Linked DNA regions of Mus musculus: all the other regions are linked to region 1. A link is a contact called in public HiCAR-type and promoter capture Hi-C data. All regions are on one chromosome and are shown on one strand. Each heading gives the region's core, a stretch centred on a gene start, on an enhancer-like site or on the middle of the called end of the contact. The rest is flanking DNA. Distances are from core to core; before and after follow the strand shown. Region 1 holds the start of Slc39a8 (solute carrier family 39 (metal ion transporter), member 8). Region 2 holds the start of Lamtor3 (late endosomal/lysosomal adaptor, MAPK and MTOR activator 3). Region 3 holds the start of 4930579F01Rik (RIKEN cDNA 4930579F01 gene). Region 4 holds the start of Dnajb14 (DnaJ heat shock protein family (Hsp40) member B14). Region 5 overlaps Dapp1 (dual adaptor for phosphotyrosine and 3-phosphoinositides 1). Region 6 holds the start of Trmt10a (tRNA methyltransferase 10A). Region 7 holds the start of Dapp1 (dual adaptor for phosphotyrosine and 3-phosphoinositides 1).

What was found. Promoter capture Hi-C pulls out the DNA fragments that hold promoters and counts their contacts. HiCAR-type assays count read pairs that join an accessible place to other places. Capture Hi-C pulls out chosen DNA fragments and counts their contacts.
Region 2: a HiCAR-type map of astrocytes shows a contact between it and region 1, with 6 times the contacts expected there. The contact joins the promoter of Lamtor3 here to the promoter of Slc39a8 in region 1. A contact is called at or near these places in 5 of 39 promoter capture datasets (the C10 cell line, cranial neural crest, frontonasal cranial neural crest and 2 more), 2 of 115 datasets of contacts at active chromatin or transcription factors (astrocytes and extraembryonic endoderm stem cells) and 1 of 9 other capture datasets (adipose tissue).
Region 3: a promoter capture Hi-C map of hippocampal neurons shows a contact between it and region 1, with 4 times the contacts expected there. The contact joins the promoter of 4930579F01Rik here to the promoter of Slc39a8 in region 1. A contact is called at or near these places in 2 of 39 promoter capture datasets (hippocampal neurons and liver).
Region 4: a contact with region 1 is called in a promoter capture Hi-C map of liver, with 5 times the contacts expected there. The contact joins the promoter of Dnajb14 here to the promoter of Slc39a8 in region 1. A contact is called at or near these places in 11 of 39 promoter capture datasets (the 3T3-L1 cell line, the C10 cell line, cranial neural crest and 7 more), 1 of 484 Hi-C or Micro-C datasets (B cells), 11 of 115 datasets of contacts at active chromatin or transcription factors (astrocytes, cardiomyocytes, embryonic forebrain and 8 more) and 2 of 9 other capture datasets (adipose tissue and liver).
Region 5: a contact with region 1 is called in a promoter capture Hi-C map of embryonic stem cells, with 4 times the contacts expected there. The contact joins the enhancer-like site here to the promoter of Slc39a8 in region 1. A contact is called at or near these places in 4 of 39 promoter capture datasets (cranial neural crest, embryonic stem cells, liver and 1 more) and 1 of 115 datasets of contacts at active chromatin or transcription factors (large pre-B cells).
Region 6: a promoter capture Hi-C map of adipose tissue shows a contact between it and region 1, with 4 times the contacts expected there. The contact joins the promoter of Trmt10a here to the promoter of Slc39a8 in region 1. A contact is called at or near these places in 9 of 39 promoter capture datasets (the 3T3-L1 cell line, the C10 cell line, cranial neural crest and 5 more), 2 of 484 Hi-C or Micro-C datasets (CD4 T cells and uterus), 4 of 115 datasets of contacts at active chromatin or transcription factors (astrocytes, neural progenitor cells, pro-B cells and 1 more) and 1 of 9 other capture datasets (adipose tissue).
Region 7: a promoter capture Hi-C map of pre-B cells shows a contact between it and region 1, with 7 times the contacts expected there. The contact joins the promoter of Dapp1 here to the promoter of Slc39a8 in region 1. A contact is called at or near these places in 4 of 39 promoter capture datasets (hippocampal neurons, liver and pre-B cells), 1 of 484 Hi-C or Micro-C datasets (B cells) and 2 of 115 datasets of contacts at active chromatin or transcription factors (large pre-B cells and pro-B cells).

What each region holds. Positions count from the first base shown.
Region 1 is chr3:135,824,218-135,826,917 of GRCm38.p6, forward strand. It overlaps Slc39a8 (solute carrier family 39 (metal ion transporter), member 8), which reads left to right and starts at 1,440. Exons shown (of 9, transcript NM_001135149.1): 1 at 1,440-1,583; 2 at 2,023-2,473. The coding sequence starts at 2,255.
Region 2 is chr3:137,917,224-137,919,923 of GRCm38.p6, forward strand. It overlaps Lamtor3 (late endosomal/lysosomal adaptor, MAPK and MTOR activator 3), which reads left to right and starts at 1,332. Exons shown (of 7, transcript NM_019920.2): 1 at 1,332-1,440; 2 at 1,650-1,695; 3 at 2,698-2,700. The coding sequence starts at 1,687.
Region 3 is chr3:138,192,382-138,195,081 of GRCm38.p6, forward strand. 4930579F01Rik (RIKEN cDNA 4930579F01 gene) reads right to left here and starts at 1,450. Exons shown (of 9, transcript NM_001374685.1): 1 at 1,214-1,450.
Region 4 is chr3:137,866,407-137,869,106 of GRCm38.p6, forward strand. It overlaps Dnajb14 (DnaJ heat shock protein family (Hsp40) member B14), which reads left to right and starts at 1,269. Exons shown (of 8, transcript NM_001033155.1): 1 at 1,269-1,650. The coding sequence starts at 1,518. It overlaps H2az1 (H2A.Z variant histone 1), which reads left to right. Exons shown (of 5, transcript NM_016750.3): 5 at 1-516. The coding sequence ends at 41.
Region 5 is chr3:137,937,365-137,940,064 of GRCm38.p6, forward strand. Dapp1 (dual adaptor for phosphotyrosine and 3-phosphoinositides 1) reads right to left here. Exons shown (of 9, transcript NM_011932.3): 6 at 1,773-1,835; 7 at 373-458. Among named protein-coding and RNA genes, the nearest start is that of Gm19708, 5.0 kb to the right of the region's middle. Within about 2 kb of position 1,412, at least 14 of the 459 cell types and tissues checked have an H3K27ac peak or open chromatin away from gene starts, as enhancers often do. A contact at or near this core is called in embryonic stem cells, where this site is marked.
Region 6 is chr3:138,142,038-138,144,737 of GRCm38.p6, forward strand. It overlaps Trmt10a (tRNA methyltransferase 10A), which reads left to right and starts at 1,411. Exons shown (of 8, transcript NM_175389.5): 1 at 1,411-1,559. It also overlaps a transcript of Mttp not described here.
Region 7 is chr3:137,980,112-137,982,811 of GRCm38.p6, forward strand. It overlaps Dapp1 (dual adaptor for phosphotyrosine and 3-phosphoinositides 1), which reads right to left and starts at 1,438. Exons shown (of 9, transcript NM_011932.3): 1 at 1,208-1,438. The coding sequence starts at 1,308. All of the region lies in intron 2 of Gm19708 (a long non-coding RNA gene), which reads left to right.

The sequences.
Region 1 (2,700 bases), core at 190-2,689:
CTTGCTCGTTTGTCACTAAAGCAAAAAGGGAGAAATAGACAATATACTACACTTAAAACTCCACTAAAAAGTTGAAGAGACTTTTTTTTTTTAATCAGAAACTTATCAGCTGGGTAGATGCAAGAGCTCCTTTGTGCTATCAACTTACATTTGGCCCTTTTGTGAGAGGTTTGCCCTTTGAGCATCAGTACCGTTCTGTAAATTAATACCAACATCGGACAGATTTTTTTTTTTTTTTAATTGGAAAGAGTCCAGCCTCAGGATCATTTAGTTCACTGCCTTTCAAGGCAGGGCTTTTTGTCATGTACAGGTGAGTGCTTCTCACCTGGGATCTGTTGATCTGAATTGCTTCCAGTCATGAAGAAATTATTCTCCACATTAAGGCTTGGCACACTTATGCAGAAAACTTCCTCCTGGCAGCTGCCCTGTACAGCTGCCTAATGCCTCTGGTGTGAGACGGAACATATCCCCACCTCTATCACAGGAAAGTCCTTCTGTTGTTCTTGCCTAGGCCCCCATCTTCCTAGAATCCAGCACCCCCGCCCCCGCCCCCCCTCCTGCCACACACACACACACACACACACACACACACACACACACACACACACACGGGGGGGGGGAGAGAGAGAGAGAGAGAGAGAGAGAGAGAGAGAGAGAGAGAGAGAGAGAGAGAGAAAGAGAGAGGGAGAGCGCCAAATTTCTTATGAGTAATAGTTTCTTTTTCCTTCTACCTTGTTTTTCTGTTAGCTGTCTGCCTGTTTTTAAACTTGCTGTTTTTAGGAGGGTAAAACACACACACACACCCATCCTGAAAGGCATGAACAGCACTTTGAATTCTTTTTCTGACAGCCGAGCGGGTTTCACTTTATTTCTTTATTTCTAGATCGTTTCATCCACCGGACACAACCTTTGTCCCCAAACACCACATTCACTTTACACAAACTTGTTGACCTGACACCCAACTCAGCTTTTCTTGAACCTTCGTCTGAGCAAATAAACATTCCTTGTGATCTGCGGATATCCCGAGCGGCGTCAGGAAGGGCCCGCGAGGCCCCTGCTGGCTCAGCTAGCCCACCAACTTGCGACTGATTTGGTTTCCTCTTTCTCCTCTGATTTTTAAGAAGTGAGGCAAAAAACCAATTCCTGTTCATTTTTGAGACAATGCAAGGGGCTCTAGACACCGTTGCAGGAAGCTGATTTCATGGAGGTCACCAAAAAAGTGGGCCGGGACACCAGGAAGGGGGCTAGGGATCCCACCGTGGAGGTGGGCTCCAGGGAGTAGGCACCACAGCGGCTGGGATGGCAGACAGAGAGGTAAGCGCCCCGGCGTGGACGCACTTGGGAGATCAGCCTGGGGGAGTGTGACACCACGTGCTTCAGGGGCGGGGACAACACTCTCCCTCCCCTTCTTATCTCTAAAGGGTGCAGGGCCTGATCTCAGAGTTTCTTAGAGAAAGGAGAGAGAAAGACAGACAGAGAGAGAGAGAGAGAGAGAGAGAGAGAGAGAGAGAGAGAGAGAGAGAGAGAGAGAGAGAAGTATTTTGAATATATTTGAACCTCAGGGGCTGACATAGACAGTAGAGGTGAGAGGCTAGCAACTTCTCCGTTTCAACTTGCCAAGCTCACAGCCAGTTGTGCAGAGAGGGTCCAGCGTAGACGCGGGAACCTGGGGACCCCGAGGGAGTGTTTCTCTGCAGATTTTTGGGGGGTGGGAGCTTCAGTCCCGACCCTTCCACGTTTCTGCGGCGGGAAAAAAAAGCCTCAAGACAGGAAGAGGAGTTGGGGTTGCACAGTCAGAGGATTTAGTTCCCCGAAGTGTGGCGCGGTTGGGGCTTTATATCCGGGACAAGCGAGAGTCACCACACTGTAAGCAAATCCTGGGGCTTCAGCAAACCAGGCTCCGGGCAGCTGGCCCCACGCCCGGCTCGGAGTTCGAGACTCTGGCCACTCAGAGCTCTGGGGCCCGCAGACTGCTGACCCAGTGCCCTTTATCTCTGTCCCCCTTTGTTCCTTTTATCTCAGGCTCCGCAGGAGGCTCCGAGAGGCCACACTGCCTATCGCCCTTCTGGCTGTTCTACCTCTTCAATGCCCCGAAGGTCTGAGACTGCAGAGCGGGGGCACGGAGTGTCTCGCTAACTGGGCCAGGCAGTGACGCGGGACCGGCGCACCCTCCCACCCCCACCCTAACGGCACTGACACCGGGGCACCGGCGCGGGTCCCTGCATCAGCTAGCTCCGGAGCTGCGCGCTCCACGATGGCTCCGGGCCGGGCAGTGGCCGGGCTGCTGCTGCTGGCGGCCACCAGCCTGGGACACCCCTCGGAGGGACCGGAGCTCGCCTTCAGTGAGGATGTGCTGAGCGTGTTCGGCGCCAACCGGAGCCTGTCGGCCGCGCAGCTGGGGCGCCTGCTGGAGCGTCTGGGGGCTGCATCCCAGCAGGGAGCGCTGGACCTGGGCCAGCTGCACTTCAACCAGGTAAGGGTGGCCCCGTTCTCTGCAGTTTTCTCAGATTCCCATCCCCAGAGCAGTAGCACCAGAGAAAGGATTTCGTGAAGTTTTTCAAGTTTGAAGCGGTCATTTGATCCTCACCGGTTGGTTCACCGGGCATTAAGGGACTTGAGTTAGAGATCTGGCAAGCCAAAATGAGAAGTTGAGCTACCAGAGGACTTGTTGATCTATAGAAAAACGGATAGGTCTACGAA
Region 2 (2,700 bases), core at 82-2,581, 2.1 Mb after region 1:
CACAGTGGGCCAACCAATGCTATCACAAACACGCTGGCTCACACAGCTGAGCGGGCCTGCCGGAGATCAAGCCAGCCAACATTCTAGCATGCAGTGGGGATGGTTGGTGAGCCTACCTACACTGAAGTGCTATGGGCAATTGATGGCTTCTGAGAGAGGTGTCAGTGTTCTTTAAGGGTGATCTCTGGTAGGTTGGCCATGCTCCATTGGCTAGTCCCACAGGCCCCGGAGATGATCAGCCCAAACTGGACTTGATAGGTTATGGGGGCGGGGGGGGAGGACACAGTTTGAAGGGTACAGACATGGGGGTGAACCTAAGGGGAGTTAGAGCAGAAGAGTCAGGGGTAAATATGATCAAAATGCATTGTATGAAATTCTCAAAGAATAAAAGTATTAAAACTTTGTGGAAATGAAAAGAAACTTGAGTGGCGATTTAGTAAAAGAATTCCAAAGTAGGTGCTCCTAGAGAGCTTACCGTTTTCTTTAACGGTACACGACTGTTAACATCTGCAGCAAAAGCCATCAGCTTCCATTCCCCCTCCCCGCCCTCCCCCCACTCCCCCCAGCTCAGGCAGCCACTGGGGAGTATTTAGATCCCAGGTGATTTTCGTTTGTCCTCAGGGTTTCTACCAGAGTCTCCTAAGCGGATTACATGGCTGCCCTCTACCACAAAAGAGTTATCAACGCGTCAGTAATGAGAAACACCGGGCCAAAGCAAATGGAGAAGCCTCCCTTTTGCTAAGCTTTCTTGCCTTGCCCTTACAGTGGGCTTTCTTGAATGTACAAACACCAACAAAAAATATAGGCAGTTTTTATTTTATTTTAAGAAGATACAACAAATGCAGGCCCAAGAGCCAAAGCAGGCAGCCCAGTGCATGCGTGTTCAAAACGGACTTAGCAAACGAGCCCATAGGCCCATGGCTCCTGCACTTCTAGGTAAAAACCCAAGAGAACATGTGGTAGCAGCACCGTTAGGAAACTGGCTTGTAAATTAGGTTATCCAAGGACCTGGGACTTCTAATAAGTAGGCTGCTCAGTTTGTTCTCCTCAAACGTCTTCATTCATAAAGATTTACATAATGGGTCTGGGAAAGGTGTACACATACTCCGCACAGGATCATCTTCCGTTGTAGGTGAGTTGGATGGAAATTAAGGTGCAAGGACCGCAGATGCCAACCCAGCTGCTCGTGGCGCAGCGCGCAGGCGCAGGAAAAAAAAAAAAAGCCTCCAGGGGGCGGGGCGGCCGCGCGCGCAATTTCCGCCCGGGTCTCCCCGGAAGTTCCGAGTCCCGGTACTGGAGGGTGCAGCAAGTGCTTCCTGGATCCCGCGGAGGTCACGAGTAATGTGACAGCGACTTGACAGGCGGCTTCAGAGAGGCGACTGAACTGCGGGAACACCGGGGCAGGTCTTCCCAGGCTGGAGCGCGCGTGCGTCTGCAGAGGTCGCCGCTCCTCTCAGCTCGGGGACAGAGTGGGTGGGGAGAGGTGGGCTGGCCACCGGGCAGGGTCCCCGGGAACCTCCCCACTCCCTTGACGGAGATCCAGGGCTCTCGCTTGGCCCTGGAGAGGGTGGATCTCGTGATGCTGTCTGGGTCTGGAGAGGGTGACTAAGCCTCGGGTGCGGGGGAAGTCACGGAAGTTTTCCTTCCAGGAGTGGAGATCGATTCTGCGAGGAAAAGGGGTTCATCATGGCGGATGTAAGTTGACACCCCTTCCCAAGAAAAAGGGGAGGTGGGAGGTTTGCATACGGCTTCTGAGAGGAGAAAGGTAGAAATGTGTTTCAGCCTCGCCTCTCTTCCTGGATTTGTAGTAAGGACTTGCAGGGGCCTGAGCTTCTGTCAGGACCGGTTGTGATGGGCCACTAAGGTGCTTTAGCCTCAGAGAACTATATATTCTTCCACCTCCTAATCCTATTGGAGCATACAAGAACTCTGTGTGGGTGGCACTGGAAATTCTGAAGGATGACTGGCCGCCCTTCCAGTCAGTACCTGTTCATAGGACAGTGCTCTGAATCCTCTCCCAGTAAATAATGCTCTTGGTGTCTCAGTAGGCAGTGTTGGGAGTCTAAAAGGATGGCTAACGCGTGCCCCCTTAACAAGCTATGTTCCGTTTCTATGTGTCTGTTTAAGACGAGAGCAAAAGTAAGTTTGTGGTGGTAACGTGGGAAAGGACACTCATTCAGTTTGGGAGATAGAGGTTCAAAACAGCACACATTTAGAGTGGAGGTCATAATTGTCAGTATCTTTGCCAAGAAGCTGAATGTTAGAATAGTTTATCGGAATTAGGATCATTTAAAAAAAAAAATTCATGGGCAATCTGGATGCCCGGACATGGGAAGAGATTTATAGAGGATTCTCAAGTGAATACGGTAGCATCCGGATGTAAAATATTAGGAAGCACGTGACCTCATTTTACAGCAAATCTGTATTTGTGTGTCCCAATTCCAAGTACACTGACATAGCCCTTACTAACCTTTGACAGCGTTCTTAGGTTGTAGGGTCTGTGATTATCCCTGTAGACATGTAACGAAGCATATAATGAAACTGAGGCCTAGAAAAAGGTTAACTAACTTCTCCCAAGTTATACACGTCAGAGATGAAATGCCAGTGACAAGTGGTGAGTTCATGTCCTTTAGGGATAGGGACAGGGCTAGAACAGCACAAGGTAATAATGGTCTTTTAAAAATTATTCTCTTTCAGGAT
Region 3 (2,700 bases), core at 200-2,699, 2.4 Mb after region 1:
TTGAGAGGGAAATGTGAAGACTGTGTGCGGAATTTAGTTGCACATCACATTCGTCATTCCAAAATCTACAGCTGAGGAGATGACTCAGCACTTAAGAGAACTCGCTGCTCTTGCCAAGGACCCAGACTCGTTTCCCAGGACCTACACTGGGCAGCTCAAAACTGCCTACAAGGCCAACTTCAGCGTATCTAAAGCCTTCTGGCTTCCACAGCTCTTTGTGCACGTGATGCATACCCATACATTCAAGTAAAACTTTGTGTGTGTGTGTGTGTGTGTGTGTGTGTGTGTGTATGTATGTATATATATTTAATATAAATTAATTGACAGAAGTTTCAAAGATACTTCCGAAAGCAAAATTTCCTTTCTTGTGGTCTCTTGATTCTACCCATGTATCAGTAAATTATCGAATTTTATTTAAAATAAGGGAAATACAATCCTCCAAAGAGAAGGATTGGTGAAAAAACCCAGTTAATGTTATTCAGAAAAAATGCCCTGCCCATTTGCATAAAATATTAATACCCTTAAGTTCAAAATAGTACACACATAGCACACGGGTTTACAAAGGGAACAGACAGGATAAGGAGGCACTGTAAGTCACGTGCGGTGGCCATCTTGTACAGCTGTTGCTGGAATCATGAACACTGCTCTCCCACTCTTCCAGCCCAGAACACACCACAGTTGTTCCTGGGACTTCTTCTCATACAGGATGTATTGTTCTGGGTATGCACTTTCTCCAAAAGGAGTCCTAACACCCCCTTGTAGCAATCCCCATTGTCACCCCAGCCTCACCACCTTCTAACCCCTTTTCTTCTTCAAAGCACTCTTCATAGCACCTGCTCCTCCCTGCGTTTTGTTTTTAAACATGTCACTTCTTCATGGCTCCTTTCAATAGGGTGTCATCATCAGGCGTGCCTTGATTTACCCCGGTGTTTCATCTTCTTTCCTGCTGTGCACACACCTGGTATAAACTCAACAATTGCTGTTAAATGGGCTAGCAATTTTTCCCCACAAGATAAATGTCTCTATGAATAGTGCAGTGCTGTTAGTACGGACGGTCTCCTCAATATAAGTGACTAACTTTAAAAGACAGCATCCTTTTTTCTCAAAATGGCCTACTTGGTTCTTGTATGCCTTAAAAAGCATATTTGAGACTCATAAGTAAGCATACCCGAGATGTTAGCAATTGTTTCTAACGATGAATAGAAAATTATACCTGAGAACGGCTTTAAAAGCAGATAATTTAACTGATAGAAGCTCAGGTCTGCCGATGGCCTTCCAGCCTCATATTGGGTCTCGGCTGAATTTTGTTATTTCCTTAAATCTCGGACTTAAGGAGATTTTATCGATGGAAACAGCTGACTGTCTGATGCCTCCAAAAGAGCAAAGCGGTGTCTCTTCAGTTTCTCCCACTCACACTCCAATGGGTCCAGGTGCCTGCCTCCCTGGTTGTGAGGAGATAGGTTAGCAACGGATCAGCATTGTGGGAAATCTAAGTTCCAGAACTCTGTAACAGCCATTGCTCCAGGCCGCTTGTTACACAGCTTCACTAGCATGGCACAGTGCATCTCTTGCTGGTTTCAGACGGGGTATGGTGGATGTGCTGCGGATCTCAGGAAAAGAGGAAAGGGAGAAAGTCAGCCCAGTGCGTGCTATGTGACAGAAACAGCGGTGGCAGTGGGGTTGCTGGGAAGGCCTCCCAGTCATTGTGAAAGGACACCATTTGAGTCTCAGGGGTGGGAAGAGGCGGTCTCAAGGCGGGGGAGGGAGGTTGAGGAAAAGAGAATAACAGAGTACCCATAACAGGAAAGGGGAGGGCTCGGAGAGCAAGCGGGCGGGGCAGAAGGAGAGGGGAGGGGCATGGTGAGGGAAGGGATGGTGGAAAATAAAGGAACAAAACAAGGTATGTATTAAAGAACGTCACAATGAAATCCATTACTTTGTATGCATGATTAAAAATAAATTAAGGAGAGTGAGAGGGAGGAAAAAAAATGAGGAGAAGCTGGGTGTGGTGACCCAGTCCTATAGTTCCAGCCTTTGGGAGAATTAAACAGAAAGATTGCCCGGGCTACAGAGTAGGACCCTATCTGAAAAATCAAAGTGACAACAAATAATGGGCAAAGTTCCTCGGATGTCTAACAAACTTCTCAGGAGTGATTAGCGAGTAACAGCAAGAAATGCAGCGCTTGTGTTCCTGAGCTCCTAGAAACAGCATTTTAACTCTTTACCGTTTACTGTCTTGTAATGTGCTCACTCCCTCTCCACCCCTTTCACATACACCCCCAACAGCTCCACCATCCTTACCACAAGGTCTTCATAGAATTGGCAGCATTCTGTTCCATCCGTCAACCTCCCAACCCATGAGCTGAACATACCTTGTTTTCTTTGTATGTCAGCTGGTCTCTTACATTTTATTATAGCAACATGAAGCTGACTGGGGCATAACATACATTAAGAATGTTTACATGTGCCGGGCAGTGGTGGCACATGCCTTTAATCCCAGCACTTGGGAGACAGAGGCAGGGGAATTTCTGAGTCTGAGGCCAGCCTGATCTACAGAGTGAGTTCCAGGACAGCCAGGGCTATAGAGAGAAAGCTTTTCTAGAAAAACAAGCAAAACAAAAACAAAACAAAACAAAAAGCAAAGAATGTTTATATGTGTAGCATAAACAATCGTGTTGTGGGGCATCCACAAGAGAAGAC
Region 4 (2,700 bases), core at 19-2,518, 2.0 Mb after region 1:
AATCGCTGATCGGGAAGAAAGGACAACAGAAGACTGTTTAAGGATGCCTGGATTCCTTATTATCTCAGGACTCTAAATATTCCTAACAGCTGTCCAGTGTTGGTGATTCCAGTGGACTGTATCTCTGTGAAAAACACAATTTTGCCTTTTTGTAATTCTATTTGAGCAAGTTGGAGGCTTAATTAGCCTTCCAACCAACCAAATTTCTGCATTCGAGTCTTAACCATATTTAAGTGTTACTGTGGCTTCAAAGAAGCTATTGATTCTGAAGTAGTGGGTTTTGATTGAGTTGACTGTTTTTAAAAAACTGTTTGGATTTTAATTGTGATGCAGAAGTTATAGTAACAAGCATTTGGTTTTGTACAGACATTGTTTCCACTCTGGTGGATAAGCTCAATAAAGGTCATATCCCAAACTAGCTTTAAACTTGCTTAATAATCGGGACTTACCTTAGATCTCACTCAGCAACAAGTACATTCTCTGCTTACTAATTAAACAGTGCATCTGTAGTCATAACCCCGTGGTACTTTTGTTGTTTCTTTGTATCATATGACCTCTTAGGGTCTTAAAACTTGGGAAGAAGCTGGAGGTAACTGCTTTTGGCGTCCCCCCCCCCCCCAATTGACAGTTAACTAATGTGAAAGGGCCTGTATCCTAAGGTGGGACACAAGTACAGAGACCCTCAGGGTACAACGAAAGTACCTCCACCGAATGAACTTCGGATATAATTTGCTTTTAGTGACCAGACACAGGTGTGAAATGCTAGTCACATCTTGATTCATGCCAAGCATGTTCCATTATTATACATTGACCCCTTTCCCCTCCCTGAGCCTTAAGACATGTATCCTAATTCCTGGAGCAAATCAAACAGAATAGGAGGTGCTTAAGCAGCCTATGTGGATGAAAGAACTTCCTGCCTTACAGCTGCTTTAACCCAAAGAGCTGCATTGTACCTGCCAGGTGGCAGGTGGGTCAGATGTGCCGCTGAGAAGGGCTGGGGAACTGCGGGGGTTGGGGGTTCCAGGGCTTCCGATCCAAAGCAGGAAGCGCCTGTAGGACGAATCCATGCGGCAATCACTCCCTAACGGAGGCCCAGGGCTTCCCAAGACCTAAGGGCCAGGAGGCCTGGCCTCTGATCCTTGTGGATCTGGTCGTGAGGGTCCCTGTCCCCACCCCGGTGGCGCGGAAGGCGGGCTCCGGGCCACACCGGAGCCTAGGGGCCGGGGCGTCCGCGCTCCGCCAACCCACGGCCTCCCCGCCCTCCTCCCGGGTTACCGCGTCGGCTTTACGGTCCGCCAGGCCCGGGAGGGACGCGGCTGGCGCCGCTGCGGCCGCGGGGGGCGGGGAGGCGGCCGTGAGGAGGCGGAGCTGCGAGGCCGCCCGTCGCCGGGCCGCCGCCGCGGTGCCCGCTCCTCCCCGCGCCGTGCCGCGCCGTGCCCCGCCCGGCCGCCTCGCCTCCTCCGCGGCGGGCCCCCCTCGCAGCTGCGCGGCCGCGGACACCGAGGCAGGCGCGAGCCATGGAGGGCAACCGCGACGAGGCGGAGAAATGCGTGCAGATCGCTCGCGAGGCCCTGAGCGCCGGCAACCGCGACAAGGCCCAGCGCTTCCTCCAGAAGGCCGAGAAGCTGTACCCGCTGCCGGCCGCGCGCGGTGAGCCCCGGCCCCCGCCGTGACCCCGGCCCCCGCGCCCTGCGCCCCGCCGGCCGCGGCCGCTCCAGCACTCAGGGACACAGGCGGGGCGCTGTGGGGTGCTGGGTGACGGGTCCCCTCCCCAGATCAGCCTAGGCCCCTGTGAAGTGACAGGAGCGGGGACTCCAGCGGCTTCTCGGGCTTCACCATCCCCGGGTTCTGTAATTTGTCCGTTCCTTAAGCAAGTATCTTCGAATACCTTAGATGACACTGCTTTTCCCAGGGAGGAGAGAGCCCTTACAAGACAGCTCCACTTTCGAAAGGGATGGTGAAGTTATTGATGATTCCTAAATAGTGTCTGGTTTGATATGGCACCGTAAGTACCCGCAAGTTCGGTACATCGCTAAAGAGTAGGCTATGGACTTACCCTACTTTAATTCACCTTATTCATTGTCTAACTCTACAGTCAACACAACACTCACAAAGCGCCACGAGTTGTGCCTAGTATTTTATATGCCCCTCTTATTCCTCAGAAAAGTACCGTGTTATTTGACCATGTGCAGAAACTTTTGCCAAATGAATGAATGAATGAATGAAATGAATGAAAATACCTTGCCCAAGGTCGTATAGGAATGGGCAAAGTCATAATAGGCACTGAGTTTTAATCTCTACAAGGCCTTTACTACCGTTTTTTGGTTTTGTCTTTTTTTTTTTTTCCCATGCCCATAGGATGACATTTAACTGTTGTTGAAAGAATTTCCAGGTTAAGAGGATTAAGAGGAAACTTGATAAGCAGCCCCCTGTTTTAATTTATTGTTTTCTTAATTCTTTTTACATCGTTGAAGCCTTTTATCTCTGCTGATTTTCACTTTACCTTTTTGTTAGCATTGGGACAGGGCAGGAAAAGATAGTGAAAGAAAAGTTAATTGTAAAAAGTGTGAAATAAAAATTATCATTTTTAGGTGTACAGTTTAGTAGTGTTAAGTATTTTCATGCGTACCACAGGATCGGTATTTTTTTGTTTTTTATCTTACACCAGTTAAGTAACCCCCTGTACTCTCCTGTTTCCTG
Region 5 (2,700 bases), core at 162-2,661, 2.1 Mb after region 1:
AACAAGACAGATCCATCTATCACCAGAGTCAGTGAAATGATAATTAAAATTGAGAGGAAAATCTCAAAGCAGTAAAGTTGCTTATGATGTGAATGAATGAATGAATGAGTGAGTGAGTGAGTGAGTGAGTGAGTGAGTGTGTCCTTGTTGCGCAGTGCACAGCCTGAACCTAGACAGCCTGCCTCTTTGTTGAAGCCACTTTAGAGGAGGTATTGTGGCCTGTGTAACTGGAGGCACTCCTAGCATGCCACACCGTCGTGTGAGGTTAGGTCCCTGTCCCTCCATCCAGATGTGTACACGTGAAGATAGATAGCTTTTGATTCCTTGGCTTAAAAGACTTTTAGAAACATTTCCTTTATGAATATATCGTACCAGAAACAGTTTACTCGTTCCTGTGAGTAATCAAATTGAACAGCTGAGCACTCTGTTAGGTCTAGGATCCGAATTGGTTCTGGTGACTGAAAAACAAAACGAAATGATGTCACATAAATAAACAAATGCGCGTGTCCATCCCTTAGCAAGGTTTCTGCTGCGAGCAACGGTCAGTTTCATTAAGATAACAGATGATGGCAAAGCCTGACACAGGGGAGACACACGCTGGGGTTTGGGATCTAGCTTTTCATGGATTAAGCACTGGGAAGACATTGCTGGGCCATACAGATGGCTCAGTGGTTAAGAGGGTGATCTGCTCTCCCAGAGGATCAGTGTTCGATTCCCGGCACCCATACCAGGCAATTTAAAACTGCCTGTAACTTTAGCACCAACCGGTTCAATGCCTCTGACCTGGTACCAATACTCATGGGTACATACTACCACACAGGCACATGTTCATGCACATTATTTAAAAATAAAATAATTTTATTTTTTGTAAAAAAAAAAAAAGATGGATGCCCCTTTTGTCAATTTACATCAGATCGATGTAGATTTTTAAGGAAGGAGTCATATTTTCTCCCATCTTTTAGAAACTTCTACTATTGCTGAACTCTTGTATAAAGAAAAAGTAAATCATTTTAAGTTGGCATGATAAAACGAACCTGGGCACTGGACATACTTTTGTTTATTTATTTATTTATTTATTTATTTTAATGAGAACGGAGATTTTTTTTTAAAGATGTTTTAAATTTATTTTTATATGAGTACACTGTAGCTGTCTTCAGACACACCAGAAGAGGGCATGAGATCCCATTATAGATGGTTGGGAGCCACCATGTGGTTTCTGGGAATTGAACTCTGGAAGAGCAGTCAGTGCTCTTAACCAGTGAGCCATCTCTCCAGCCCTGGATATGCATTTAAGGCAAGGGGAAATTGCCTCCTAGGCAAGAAGGCAAAGGAAGAATTCCTTTGTCCCAAGCAGAGGGAGCCAAATACTGCGGAGAGCGACAGCTGCACTGACCAATCAGCAGCCTCTGGAGGGAGCCCTCATTTTAGCAGAGTCAGAATAGATCAGGATCAAGAGCCCCGATCCTGGGCTGGCAACATGGCTCAGTGGGTAAAGATGTTTGTGGTCAAATCAAGCCTGATAATCCGAGTTTGATTCCCATGAACTGCTTATTGAAAGGAGAGATGCAACTCCATAGGTTGTCTCTGATCTCCGAACAAACTCTGTGGCCAGTGTGCCCCGCCCCCTCATAATTGGGTCTCTAGACTCTTGTTTCAGAGGATGTCTAGAACCTCACGGAACCAACACCTAAGCAGCGGCGGGAGTGGGGATGGGGTGAGGGTGAGAGAAGAGGGGAGAGTGGGGGAGGGGAGGGTACGCATGTCTTTCTCACCATCTGGTCTTTGAAATATTTCAGTTCGTTCCTTTGCAAAGTAAACCATCTTGTTTTCCAGGTCTAAGGGGAGAAAATTTGTTTGAATACAAGAATGTAATATCTAAACTTGATGGTTTATTTTCATTTTAAAAGTATATAAAGGATTAGATGAAATAAGCCTAAAATATTTGGGGGTATTTTTTTTTTTTTGAGGAAAGTTTCAAAATACTTATAAAAAAATAAGATGAATCTATGTTCCAAGATCACAATAGAAATACCACGAGTTTATTTAAATGAATAGAACCAGGTGTTTTAAATATTCAAGGTGATTTATAACAAGCCATTTAAGTTTCTGTTTTATTAATGCTATAATAAAAATTGCTATCAACTTTGAGACCCTTCTGTGAGCTATGTCACCACCCCAGAAATTTATGTATATTTGGTGTATACTCTTGAAACTTCATTTATATATAATGCATATTTACCCATTGCATATAAAGTAATGTCATCTATTATTATTTATTATTATTACTTTAAAGCGGATACAGTTGAAGTTTAGAATCCTTTAATCACATGACACTCTGACTCTTCTCTGGACTCAACAGCAGAAACTGTTGCTGCTGTTTCCTTCCTATGTCTTAATAATGCCCTGATCTGTCTCAGCTGGCAGAGCATCCAGTTAAAAGAGACAATAGAAGATTGCAGAATAAACATTCAACGGGCATAGTTGTTTATGCCTTTAATCCTCACACTGGATGTTGAGAAGTAAGACTGTATGCTTGAGGTCAGCCTGGGCTGTGAAGGAGACCCTCTCTGGATAGGAAATGAATCAATAAACAGGCTACAAAAAATGAATGTCTCCCATCTTCAGTGAGCATCCAGTCTAGTAAGGACAGAGATAGCTGCACGACTAGATTAGACTCAAGCAGCCTGGTTTACAGGAGAG
Region 6 (2,700 bases), core at 161-2,660, 2.3 Mb after region 1:
ATGTATTCACTTCTGGATCCTCTACTTCTTTGATGGAGACAATCATTTAGTCATTGCTGTACAAAATCCTAAGCCAAAGACAATGAACTGTCAACTGTGTTAAACAAGCCTGAGTTTTATAAATCAATGACTTCCTTACATCACAGGACTTTATCTTAAACTTTTATATGCTTCTTTGGCTAAACTGCAGTTTTTACTCGTACCTTTTTTTTTTTTTTTTTTTCATACTTTGGATTGATTCTGCAACCATGAGATCAAATAACCAAGTCAAATTTGGTCACATCATAAAAATGAGGATTTTTCTCCTAACTTAAAAACTCTTTTAGATATCAAGGATGCTAGGCATTACCTCTAAAACTGTACCGTTATTTTAAAGACAGATCCCATAAGGGCAACAGAACAGCTGCTGAAAGATCTGGCACACCACTCTGCCAGCCTGAATTTAATGACCTACATGTGAAGGGCTCCATATCCAGTTACTAACCCTCCCTCAGCTACTCTCTGCCCTGATACGGAGGCAGCCGAAAAAAGATGCCCTACTAACAGCTCATAAGTGGATTCACATTTTACTGCCAATGTTCAGTTAACAGAAATCTCTAAGATTTGAGAGATCCACAACACAGAGCATGTGATCCACATCTTTTTCCAAATAAAAACAGAGTTTAAAAAAGATCTCCCCCACACACTAAATTCAGAGACGATTCAGTTCATTTAAGAGCCTGTAACAAGTTCAAAAGGTCAAGCAACAAGAAAAATCTAATGATGGGTCTTTATTTGAAAAATAGTTTTTTATCTGCAAATTCTACAGATTCATCCATCAGAAAAGCCAAATTAAAACAAAACAACTACAAAAAGACCAACCTACCCAACTGTTTGGTTTTTCTTTTTCCCTCGGTTGACTTGGTCTATATTTAGCAAAAAGATTATATAAGGTCAAGTATTTACAAACGATGAAATATCACTAGTGTTTTGCAAAACAGCATAAACAAAACCTCAAAGGATGGACTGTAAAGTATTATGTTTTACTAAGGACATAAAAAGAAAACTTTAAAATTCCTAAGTTCGATGAATTTCTATTAAAAATTTCAGTTTACAATTTTTTCACTTATGAAAGACCATTGGTAACTTTCTTACATAAATTAGAAGTACGTTGGGCAATACTAGATCATCCTCTCAACGCAGAAAAAAATAAGAGCATTTCGTCTGTTTCGCATTTCAATTTCTTTCAGTGGGGCGATCTTCGCCTCGAGACCCGAGCTTACACAGGCCTGTGGGTAGAAATGCAACGCTTGACCGGGAAAAACGCCTCGCGGTAGCCACTAACCATTCCCGCAAAACCCAGGCCCAGACCCCGCCCCCTACAGGCTCCTCCTCTTTCTCCGGTTTGGAGTTAGCGCAGTCCGATGACGTAAGCCGTAAGTGCCGTAACCGGGCGCGCAACCACCGCCTCTGCCTCTGGGAGTTGAAGTTTCTGAAGGAGGACGACCGCGTGGAGCCGAGAACACTTCAGAAAGGCTTTCTAACCGCACCCCGGCGTTCCCCACCGGCCCCGCGGCACGGTAAATATGGCACTGCGGCTGTCGTGCCCCTGCCCGTTGGTATCCTTTCGGATGCCAAAGGAGCGTGAGCTACCCTAGCCTCCGCTGCAACCAAGGCTTCCGGAGTAGAGGGTGAGGGCCTGGGAAGTAGTTGCCGGTTTGCGGAGGAAGTGGCGTCAGGTGTGCGTTTTCCACGCCCCTCGCCACTCACGTGCCGTCTTCCAGAGTCGTGATTGGTCAGCTGCGGTTCGTTCGCGGGCGCAGGGCCCCGCTCGGGGCGTGCGCGCGCCCGGTTGTCGCCGCGGTGTGCGCTCCGGGTTTCTGTTGTTTAGGAGAGTCCCTACCGGAAGTGTGGCAGAAAGGAGCCATGTGGAGTCTCAGGGTAGCTTGTCGCAACGCTGCGTTGCGCCTAGAGGGCAGGCGAGCCGTTTTCCCTTCTTTTCCTCTTTTTCCTTCCCTGGGTCAGGCCGTCGCATGTAAGGGCGCCGAGGGGCAGTTGCTGCCCAGGCGGCTCGGCCTCGTGGTCAGCTGAGGATGAGGTTAAGATGGACGCGTTACCGGTTGCCACTGAAATATTTTGTGTTTAAAATGTGGTTGCGTGTCCGGAGATGTAAAATTACTCATTTAAAAAAAAAAAAAAAAAAAAGCTCTCCTGAGATTCCCTCCCAAGCCAGAACTCAAGCCAAAGGGACTTTGACAACTGAACAAAGGGCTATTGCTACTGCGGTACAGACCAACGCGTTTAAAAATAAAAAAAAATAAAATAACATAAAAATACCCTGAAGTAGGCATGTATTGATTTTAGAGTTACCGAAAAGAAAGCTTAAAGACTACGAGGGCCGTTTTAGTCGATTTGATAACAGCCGGGTTTTTGTCTTTGGCATTAAGTGACGTATGCTCTTCCCCACACCAGATAGTCTTTGTCAGTATTACTCAGTTTTGAGTTTTGTAATCCTGTCTGATAACTTATATCCAAGAATTAACCATCCAGGTTTTTTCTTTTTAAGATATGCTAAAGTAAAGTCTCAGAGTTGTTTTATCTTTCTGTAAAATGTTCTTAAATACTTGTTAGACTTGGATTAGTGGATTAAAATGTGCTTTAAGCATCACTGCTGGTCTGGGAGAAGCCTCAGACTCGCTGCCATAGAGATTCACCTCGTGA
Region 7 (2,700 bases), core at 188-2,687, 2.2 Mb after region 1:
AAATGGCAGTACAGGTCCTTGGCTTTAAATTTAAACAGAGAATTATTGAGAGCTGCTTTTAGACTTTTTATTAATTATCATTACATGTGTGCATGGTGTGTGTGTGTGTGTGTGTGTGTGTGTGTGTACCCGTCTGACATATCATCTGTGTGGAGGTCTGCCGAGTGGGTCCCAGGACTCAATCTCAGGCTTAGCCAGGCTTAGCCGCAAGCACCTCTACTTGCTGTGCCAGCATAGTGCCGTGAGAAATTTTACAGTAACACAATATAAAATGATACAATCTCTAGTGTAAACAGAAATTTCAACCCATTCTCAGAGGAGGATGGGGCCTCTGGCAGGTAGCTGTCTCAGCTTTGTTATTTCACTGATGTGACCGATAAGATGGGGTTTAAAACCCTTTCGTGTTTATTGCCATCCTATGCAAGGTGACAGTATGTCTTTATGTCATTGGGTGATGAGGAATTCCAGCCACTTAGGTAGACAACAGGTCCAGAGTCCTCTCTCTTGGGAAACACAAGCGTGTAGGTGCAAGGCTTTGTCTCCAAGGAAACCTCCTTTCTTGTCTGAGTAGCCCTTTTTTCTTTACTAAATGTCCGGATGAGCTGTGTCATCAGGGTCCCTTCTGATGAACTCTGATGATGTCACCTAACCTAAACCTGTCTATCTGAAGCCAGGCTGTTGTTATCTTGTGTCTAAAGGCTATGAAAGAGCTCCCATTGCTGTGTGAGAAGGAGGCACCGTAGAAACATGATTGTCGTACAAACTTCCTCATTCTTTTTCTTTTGAAAAAAAAAAAAAATCCCTCTTACTCACAGCCGTGTAGTCTTTCTGTTTATGGAACCAGTGACACAGTTCACTGCCAAGAGGTGCACTCAGAGTTCTTCCACCTCACTTTAATGATAAACTAGCCCAGTATCAAAGAAACAGACGATTGTATGCACACTCCCCAGCTGCTGAAGGATGCCCAAAAGTTGATTTTTTTTTTATCACATTCTCTCAGTGTAACTGTTCTCACTTTTAGAAAAATATCTTACACTTTTACAATGAATCAGCGCCCCCAGAAGGAAGTTCCTACAGGTCAATTAAACTGGCCAGGTAGACGACCATCAGGTGGCAGTGGGAAGAGACTCGAATCCTGGAAACACTGGTCAGAGCGGCGATTTTTCAAGGAACTGGGAAGTTGTACTCATCGAAAAAGCGCTCTTACCCCAAATCCTGGAGCAGGTCTGTGCCTCCATCTGCTCTGCCCCACAGCTCTGAGGGATCCTGGGTACTCATGTTCCCTCCTAGAAGTTCTGCTCTGCCCATAAGTTCCTTTGCTTCTGATGGCTGACTCCCCGCCAGGTGCTGTATGAAGAGAGAGATGGGATCGGCTGCTGCTGGACGCGCTGCTCCTCCTCGCTAAGGCAGGAGCCGGCTGGGGCTGAGTCTCTGGCTAGCAAGGAAGTGAAACTTGGTTGCTCCTCCCACACTGCCTCTGCCACCGTGGGCCTGAGGCATAGGCAGGGGTGTTCTGTCAGTCAGGAAGTGTGCTAACTAACCCCTCTGGCAGCAGAGCACCTCAGTCACCACAACGTATTGTCAAGTTAGATTTTGCCAAAGAAAACAGAAGGACCACCCGCCCAACCAGGATGGGGCGATTAGGTCAAACTCTTTCTAGGAGTCCAAACTGTAGCTTCTCCTTACCAGGGTTTGCCTGTAGTTTGGGGGGGGGGGCGGGGAGGGGGCTATGTGCACGCGCACACCCACCTCACACAGCGGCACAAGGAACACCGAGGAAGCTTCGACGTCAGATACATCTTCTGAAGGGGTTAAAAAAATTATAGGTAAACAACCAGTCCTGCTCTAACCTACTTTGTTTCTGGTACTGGCTCAGGATTTCTTTCCAATATTCCCTTGAGGTTTCTGTAGGGGAACACTTGTTTCTCTTATGGAAGAAGGTTTGGGGGCAGAGGCTGTCGCCAACATGCCCAAAGACCTGGGTTCCATCCCCGCACCCCATAAGATCCTGTAATCCCAGCACTCTAGAGGTAGGGGCAGAAAAGTCAGAAGTTCAAGGCTATCCTCATCTACTTGGTGAATTTGAGTCCAGCCTGGGCTATGTGAGTCCCTGTTTAAAAAACAAACAAGGCAAAGGACTGAGTAAGAAGGCAGAAGAAAGTTAAAGAACAGCATCTGTCGGGGGTGTACCCAGTAGGCTGAGCTACGCTGTCCGGGGGTGTACCCAGTAGGCTGAGCTACGCTGTCCGGGGGTGTACCCAGTAGGCTGAGCTACGCTGTCCGGGGGTGTACCCAGTAGGCTGAGCTACGCTGTCCGGGGTGTACCCAGTAGGCTGAGCTACGTACGCTGTTCGGGGTGTACCCAGTAGGCTGAGCTACGCTGTCCGGGGTGTACCCAGTAGGCTGAACTACCCTGGATGCAGTGGTGTTTAGACTCATAAAGAGGAAATTCCATCTGCCTGGATGTGTATCAGTGGATGGATAAAGAGCTCTCTCTCTGCATGTTCCCCCTCCAATATCCCAAGATGAACTAGGGTTCATCTGAGGGCTGTTCCATTTGGTATCCTAAAGAGACTGATAGAACGAAGACCTTGTTCTACACAGGCTGCCAATGTCTCCTTAGGAACCGTCCTCTCTTCTGTTTCCCAATGGTTCCTGGGACTCTGGCTTTCTCTGGTGAGAAAGTCCTCAGTGCCTAGA